Linked DNA regions of Salvelinus alpinus: region 1 is linked to region 2. Evidence: chromatin contacts called from public Hi-C data. All regions are on one chromosome and are shown on one strand. Each heading gives the region's core, a stretch centred on a gene start, on an enhancer-like site or on the middle of the called end of the contact. The rest is flanking DNA. Distances are from core to core; before and after follow the strand shown.

Region 1 (3,969 bases), core at 548-3,047, 260 kb before region 2:
TAGGCTGAAGATGCGCACAGCCCCGTCCTCGTAACCCACGGCAACATGGACGCCATCGGGGGAGGGGCAGAGGTACGTCACCTCGTGCTTGTTCCCCTTGAGAATAAGAACCTGGGACAGAGGATAGGACAGTTTCAAAGGAAGACATCTAACCTAATATGTCATCTCTCACTATGAGGAAATACTGGTGATATATACAGTTACAACTTGGTATCACTGGCCAAGTCATCTTATTTGAGTTATTGACAGCCATGGGTTAAGACATTTCAGACCCAATTATAAGAGCACTGTCAGCAATGATGACCCTGATATCGGCTATGACAGCAGCAGTAGCCTACTGACAAATCCACTGAGTCAACCCTACATGAATAGATCATCCCAAGTCTCTCACCTTCTCAGCTTTACGCACGTCCCATATGAAGACATGCTCGCAGGCAGCCACAGCCACAAAGCGTCCTCTCTCCCCTCCTCGCATGGTGACAAAGGCGATGTTGGCCTTCTGACTCCCAATTACTCCGAACACGGCGCTGGCAGCATAGCGCAGGTACTGCTTGGTCAACCCCATGGTCACAAGATCAGGGCAATATCACAGGCTAGGGAGGATGAGACAGTGATGATGAATATCATATGATGATGGATTGGAGAACAGACAAGGAATGACAACTGGAGCATCAGCTAGCCCTTCTGACTTCAATGCATTACAGAAGGGCAAGTGCATCAGCATTATGTAGGCTAAACGGTGAAACAAGTGTACAATGTGCATTATAGCAAGCCAGGATGCCAATCTGTTTCTGCCCCTTGCTAAAAACTCCTTATGGAATTGTCCTATTTAGCTTGACAAGGAGTAACGTCAGGCAAGAGCACAAAGAGATCTGGGACCAGGCTACATTATAGCTACAAAACAATGTATACAACAGTTACTAGTAGTACTGTAATAGTTAGCTAGCTAAGTCAATTCTGACAACTACATTTGTTAGACTTGGTGAGATCCAGTGACCATGTGAGACCATAGCCAAGGACAGCAAAGGAGTAGCGTTAACGTTAGGCAAGAGCACACACAGATCTGGGACCAGGCTACATTACAGCTACAACATACAAAACAATGTATACAACAGTTACTAGTACTACTGTAATAGCTAGCTAAATCATTTCTGAGAACTGCATTTGTTCGAAGACTTTGTGAGATCCAGTGACCATAGCCAAGTCCCGCTGCAATAGCTGGTTAGCTATGTCGCTAGCTTTGTTAGGCCCACGTGGTGTTCCATAGCATTGTGAAAACCAACTAAATGACACAGTAAAACAAGCAAAACATATTTTGTGACTGATTGATAACCGTTTCGTTTACACATTTATGATGTATACTTTTCCCAATTGTTAATCTTACTTGAATAATGTTGCTAATTCCTAGATTGAGGCATCCAGCCAGTGATGTTTTCTGACTTCTAGGCACACGAGGAAGACCCTACTAATCAAACACAGTTGGTCGAACACAAACACATAGCACACATTGATGTCTCTGAAATTGCAGAAAGGCAGATACGACAATGCGTATATTAAAAAAAAAAAAAAAAAGTGTTACCTGAGTATTGTACTTATGGTTGTGTTCAACTGCAATATATGAAACTAACAATCAATCACATGGACTTTTATATGTATCCATTACTTTAGTCTGTATAATGGGTATTGTGTTGTTGATTTACAGAAAATATCTCCTCAGCCATATATTTGACCATATCTAAATGCCTAAATTTACCGACAATATATAAAACTCTCTCGAGGATTTACATACAATTCCAAACGCTCCTCTGAGTGGCGTTGGCCTATGCGTATTACACAAATGTTGTGATTTATCGTGAGTCCCTAGCCATTATTCCGTAAAATTTTGTGTGTGTGTGTCTTGTACGGAGGGATAGGTGTGTTATTTGTCGTGAACAAAGATTTTATTTCATATTGACAAGATAGTCGAGTGACCGCTCTAACAATGGAAATACATGTCCTCAAAGATGGAAGACAGGCGGGAGGAGGCGAGATCAGGTGGGACCATTCTAGCAAGACAGTACAGTATGAAGCAAGATTTGGTTTGGGGTCCTCTCACCTCGCGGTAAAACATTTCAGTGCTCGTGACGGTGGTGAGAAAAGTTTTAAAGTAAATTTCCTACAATTCTACACATTTTGCCATGTGGAATAGAGAAAATGTTGCAGTTTTAAAGTCCAGTGTAATCAAAAACGTGATGTTCCTGTGTTTTATATTTCCACACTATGAGGTTGGAATAAAACGGTGAAATTGTGAATATTACGTTTAGTGTAAGAGCTGTTTGAAATTTCAGACTGTTTTGGTGGGATGGATTATTGGGCTTCCATAGAGTTAATAGCAAGTTTTCTACAATTCTAAACATTTTGCCATGGGGCGGAGAGAAAAAAATTGCAGTTACAGCTAATTTCCTACAACATCTGTAGCCATGAAATGCTTTGAAAGGTTGGTCATGGCTCACATCAACACCATCATCCCAGACACCCTGGGCCCACTCTACATCGCATCCCGCCCCAACAGATCCACAGATGACACAATCTCTATTGCACTCCACACTGCCCTTTCCCACCTGGACAAGAGGAACACCTATGTGAGAATGCTGTTCATTGACTACAGCTCAGTGTTCAACACCATAGTGTCCTCCAAGCTCACCACTAAGCTAAGGACCCTGGGACTGAACCCCTCCCTCTGCAACTAGATCCTGGACTTCCTGACGGGCCGCCCCCCAGGTGGTGAGGGTAGGCAACAACACATCTGCCACATTGACTCTTAACACGGGGCCCCCTCAGGGGTGCATGCTTAGTCCCCTCCTGAACTCCCTGTTCACCCACCACTGCGTGGCAGCTCACGATTCCAACACCATCATTAAGTTTGCCGACGACACCGGTGGTCGGCCTGATCACCGACAACGATGAGACAGCCTATAGGGAGGAGGTCAGAGATCTGGCAGTGTGGTGCCAGGATAACAACCTCTCCCTCAACGTCAGCAAGACAAAGGAGCTGAATGTGGACTACAGGAAACAGAGGGGCGAGCACGCCCCCATTCACATCGACGGGGCTCTAGTTCACATCGACGGGTCGAGAGCTTCAAGTTCCTCAGTGTCCACATCACTAAGGATCTACAGTATCATGGTCCACACACATCAATAAATTAGTGAAGAGGACACAACAACGCTTCTTCCCCTTCAGGAGGCTGAAAATATTTGTCATGGGCCCTCAAATCACACTGTTGTGAAGGAAGTTGTCAAGGAAGTTAGTTTGTGTTCATACAGGACCTCCCGACCCCATCTACCGTCAACCAATCATGTCAATGCAGAGCTATACGGAGCCCTGCGCATTGTTATAAAATGCGGTATGGACCTCAATTTGGCCTCTGCATTCCCCCGGCGGCTCCGCAATTGCGTCACACCCACCATTCCATATTTTCAAATCAAGCATAAATTGGCCTCTGTGTGCCTACTGAGACTACGCAATTGCTTCACACCCTCCACACGGAGCCTCCAAACACATTTCGGATCAAGCATAAATTGGCTTTTAGTCTCGCAATGATGCACCTCTGGGTTTAGAAACTCTGAGATTCTAGCCAGTGAGAGGGCAGATATACAATGCCTTCAGAAAGTATTCACACCACTTGAATTTTACAAATTAATTAAAAACTAAAAGATGAAATGTCTTGAGTCAATAAGTATTCAACCCCTTTGTTATGGCAAGCCTAAATAAGTTCAGGAATAAAAATGTGCTAAAAAATCACATAAGTTGCATGGACTCAAACTAGTGTTTAACATGATTTTTGAATGACTACATAATGTCTATACCACAACACATACAATTATCTGTAAGGTCCCTCAGTCAAGCAGTGCATTTCACGTACAGATTCAATCACAAAGACCGGGGAGGTTTTCTTTTTTCCAATGCCTCGCAGTGACTACAAAGATACA
Region 2 (4,098 bases), core at 628-3,127:
GGCACTGAGGATGAGGAGGAGGATAAACTTCTCTGAGAGCCTCAGAGTGGCCCTGTGGTGTGGGAAAGAGGCAGCGCCGGGTGACAGGGTGGGTATCCTGCGGCCCGACAGCGGCAGTAGAGCTGGTGTGGTCATGTTGGACTGTGGAAATTACCTCAGGGTGGACAAATGTCACGGCTGTATTATCTTATGCTGTATTATCTCATTCCGGCGGCGAGTACGTGTCCAGAAATCAAGTGTTGAGATCCCTCAGTGAAGTGACTGGTCACGATTGAATTTATGTTTTTTATTCTGAAATTGAAGGAGAGAGTTATGAGGACAGAGCAGGTATATTATTGGTACATACCATACACTCTTTGGTTCATTAGCCTGAACAATACCTGTCTTTACAGTTTGAATAAGCATCACAAAATATAACAATGAGGCTTTTAAGTCAGTAACACCAAATCATTAACCTTACAAAAGACCTAGGAACCTGCACATCTAACTTTGGGAGTAACTGTATTTTGAATAAGCACAATCTGTTAGTACATAAGGATTAACTGCCCATACAGAATGTACTGTATTCATTGAACGCAATTATAAAGCACAAGGAAACGTTTCCAAGGAAAGTGGGCAGAGAGTCGGCCTTTATGTCAACCCGGTTTGAAAAGGGAAAGATACTTTCAGGTAGGCAGGCTAAAGGTTACATCAAATAGTGATACGTAGCTAGATGATGGCAAAATCACCTGCGTGAGCGCGTGATACTATCACACCATCAATGCACATCACCTCCACTTATCAGTGATATCCCTGAAATCTAATGCGATACATATTTCCATTGCAGTACCTAATATAATAGTGTAATAGTAATTGTAAGCAAAGTCACACTTAAACATATCTAATAAGCATAATTGTGGAGGAAACAAATCTTACCGTGCAAATTCTGTCATTCTGATCCATGTTCTTCGGTTGTGATCCGAACACTATGAGCTGAATAAACAACGACAGAATCAAAACCAACTCGAAATATTTTGTTAATGCCTAACTAACACATATTGTAAGTTCATTTAACAGGACAGTTATTAGGCTTTCAAATAGTGAAACATTTTAATCAGATATTGTCGCATCATCGACAAGGTTCTAATACAGAGATACATACATTCTCCCTGGACCATTTCAATAGTAGCAAAATAAGTGTTAAAATGACAACTAGCTAGCTACTTATGTTCCTGTTAAATTATGTGGTTAAAAATCGGTCTTGTCTCGCTAATTTGTATAAATATTCCCAATATACTGTATTTTATCAGCTTCCTCACCCGGGCCTGCGTCTGATATCGCGCAGCGTCTCCACAGAATACCAAATTCATCCACTGAATTGACTGGCTTGGCTAGCCATCTAGCTAGTTAAATTACTAATGGAGAAAAGCAATAACATTAACTTAGCTAGCTGATTAAACACATATATGTGCACCCGCAATATTGTATTGTAATATTAGCTAACTACGTTTCTCGGATATGTTGAGGTTAGGAAAATAGTTGGCCTGCTAAAGACTGCGCCTTTTTCTGTAAAGGCATCTGGCTAGCTAGCTACTGTTAGCAAGCTGGCTAGCTATCCTCCTGAAGCAGTCCGTTACGATATTTCGCCGCTGCTGCATCACCTCAATAATGCCTTTGAGTAAATCGGTGACAGACATGCATCCTAGTCCACCGTTTCCAAATAGCCGTGTTCCGAAATGTATTCGGGTAACTCGCTATCTATGATTTCATTTTGTAGTTTGCTTTCCCTTTGCTCATTTCATTCTTGATAGCTCTACAGCTATCTAAATAGCTAGCCTCTGTCAAGGGATGTTGATACTGCTGCAACTCTACAACGAACGACGGCTCCTCCCACAATCTCGAACATCGACTACCCAGCCTGGTACATGTAGGGAGCGTCTATTAATTACAAAAGTATTTTTGCAACGTGTTTTATTTGTATTTATTTAAATATGCAAGTCCGTTTTGCAACGTGTATGTCTGTGTGATTTAGCACTGACTGTACTTTGTAGCTAGTCCTTGTATTAAAAAAATATTTGTATTGCATGTGAAAGACTACAATGCACAATGGCTGATCATGGTTTTACAAAAAACTAGACAACAACTGCGATTGGACAATATAACTAACAGGGCTGAGCTTGCTTTATGCAGGGTTGCATCATGTAGGCCTTTGCATCTGTAATTTAAAAGTTACTCACACAGTATGTCATCACTTTTCTGTTGATTGATTCATTCCAGTAAATCATTTTGGATTGATAAAGTCTAGGTAGCTTAGCCAACCAAAGTTTGAATATAAACCAAAATTGATCACATTCACATTTTCTCTTAACACAAATACATAGCCCTATTTTAGGGTATAAATATATAGCTTAGGCTATGAATACATGATGTTACCACTTCGTTTCCCTTGGCCAGAGGGTATCAGAGAGCATAGGCTTCTCTAGGCTACCTTCAGCTGATCAAACTGAAGATCGGATTAATTGTGCATGAGTTTTCAACCCTTTTGTGTCAATATTTTTTATCAAATTGAATCAAAAGTGTTGGGGCAAATGCCGGCGGCACTGCTTTCCTGATCTCTGCAACGTGGATAGATGGAAATTGCCACACAATGCTACAGATTATGAAACATATCCTATATGTATGTTCTACCATCTCGAAAGGTTGACTTAAAAAAAATTGATATTAACTTAGTATTAAAATTAAAATGATGGCAAGAATGAGCTTCAATACTTCAGGGGTACTCCGGGCAGAGAAATTGAGTTGGTGGTACAGTAACCTAAAAAGGTTGGGAACCATTGGCCTAGTCCCGGAAATTCCAGACTTAGGGCCCTAGGGCAACATTGTTAACATTGTGGGAGACAACCCATCTGCCTAGGGAAACTATTTGCAAGGCCTTCAGTTAAGGGCAAGGGAATTATGGGAAAGTGGATGTTTTTTTAAGTGTCGAAAACAACATTGTAATTGTGTAGAAAGACATTTAGTGGCACGTGATCCTAGATCCTATAAAATACACTTAGCAAATGCACTCTCTTGTTGCCTACCATTGGGCAACAGCGCACAGTTAATCATCTTCAGTCTGTCAGTTTATAATCAGAGTGCTACTTTTGACCCCGACTCCCAGACAAAATGTGTTTTCTGCCCACTTTTACACCAAGTCTGAAAATATTGCTTCAGTCTTTGACTTTAAACATAATGTATAAGTTGTGATAATGGTTGTGTTGTCTTGTCTGCTCATTTTATAGTATGTCAGAGGGGGGCTGGAGTGAAGATCTTTTGACACATTATAAGGTAAATCCATCTTGAAACGCAGTCACGTCCTGCTGAGTGGGGGGACAGAGCCCAAGTCAGTCAGTGGGTCCTTGAGTTGCCATTAGCTCAGGCCCCACTCCGCACCACAGGGCCACTGGGCGGATTTATGTGACACCCCTTACTGAGTGAATTAGTAGTGTGGTGCTGTGGCACAGAGTGTGCCGTAATCACTGTAGAGTCCTCTTTGGAGATGCATCATGTGTCACGCACGCTCGCAAACTGTACATTTGAGTGGCTGGCTCTGTGCCTAAAAAGACTCCAAAACAAAAATGCTGAGCTGACACAAAAGGCTGACGCTTTTTAAGCCATATCAAGTTCCGGAGGGAGGGGGGCCGTTTGCTTCGCTGCACCTCTTGTTATCAATGTCAGAGGGGTACGGATCATTGGCCTGGAGAGGACTCATGGTGAACTTCAAGCCCAACAAAACAATGCAGCAAAGACAAAGTGCTCATTACAAACACTTCTAGAGAGAGAAAAAAGAGTGGCGAGGGAGAAAGAAACAAAGAAAGGACAAGTGGAAGAAAGAGACAGTGAGGGAGATTAAGGTTTAGAACAATGAAGCCCTGGTGCAGCAAATTAAAAGGCATACTCCAGCAGGTAAACATAACATAATGAAACAGCATCTGGCTTTGGAGCGCCGTGTGAACGGGATGGCGAATTACGATGGTTTAAATCCAGTCAATAAAGTAAAGTACCATCATACCACCCTGGGGATCTATGCCAGGGCAAGAGGATAGGCTCCCATGCTACGTCATAGAGGGTATCTGTCAA

The links. Hi-C and Micro-C count contacts between places; a contact is called where the count stands out from the background.
Region 1: a contact with region 2 is called in a Hi-C map of red muscle, with 9 times the contacts expected there. The contact joins the promoter of wdr3 here to the promoter of LOC139538767 in region 2. A contact is called at or near these places in 2 of 3 Hi-C or Micro-C datasets (muscle and red muscle).

Annotation. Positions count from the first base shown.
Region 1 is chr14:31,326,483-31,330,451 of SLU_Salpinus.1, reverse strand. It overlaps wdr3 (WD repeat domain 3), which reads right to left and starts at 1,797. Exons shown (of 25, transcript XM_071341185.1): 1 at 1,580-1,797; 2 at 1,385-1,462; 3 at 392-593; 4 at 1-111. The coding sequence starts at 565.
Region 2 is chr14:31,069,529-31,073,626 of SLU_Salpinus.1, reverse strand. It overlaps LOC139538767 (mannosyl-oligosaccharide 1,2-alpha-mannosidase IB-like), which reads right to left and starts at 1,877. Exons shown (of 15, transcript XM_071341178.1): 1 at 1,299-1,877; 2 at 916-972; 3 at 1-291. The coding sequence starts at 135.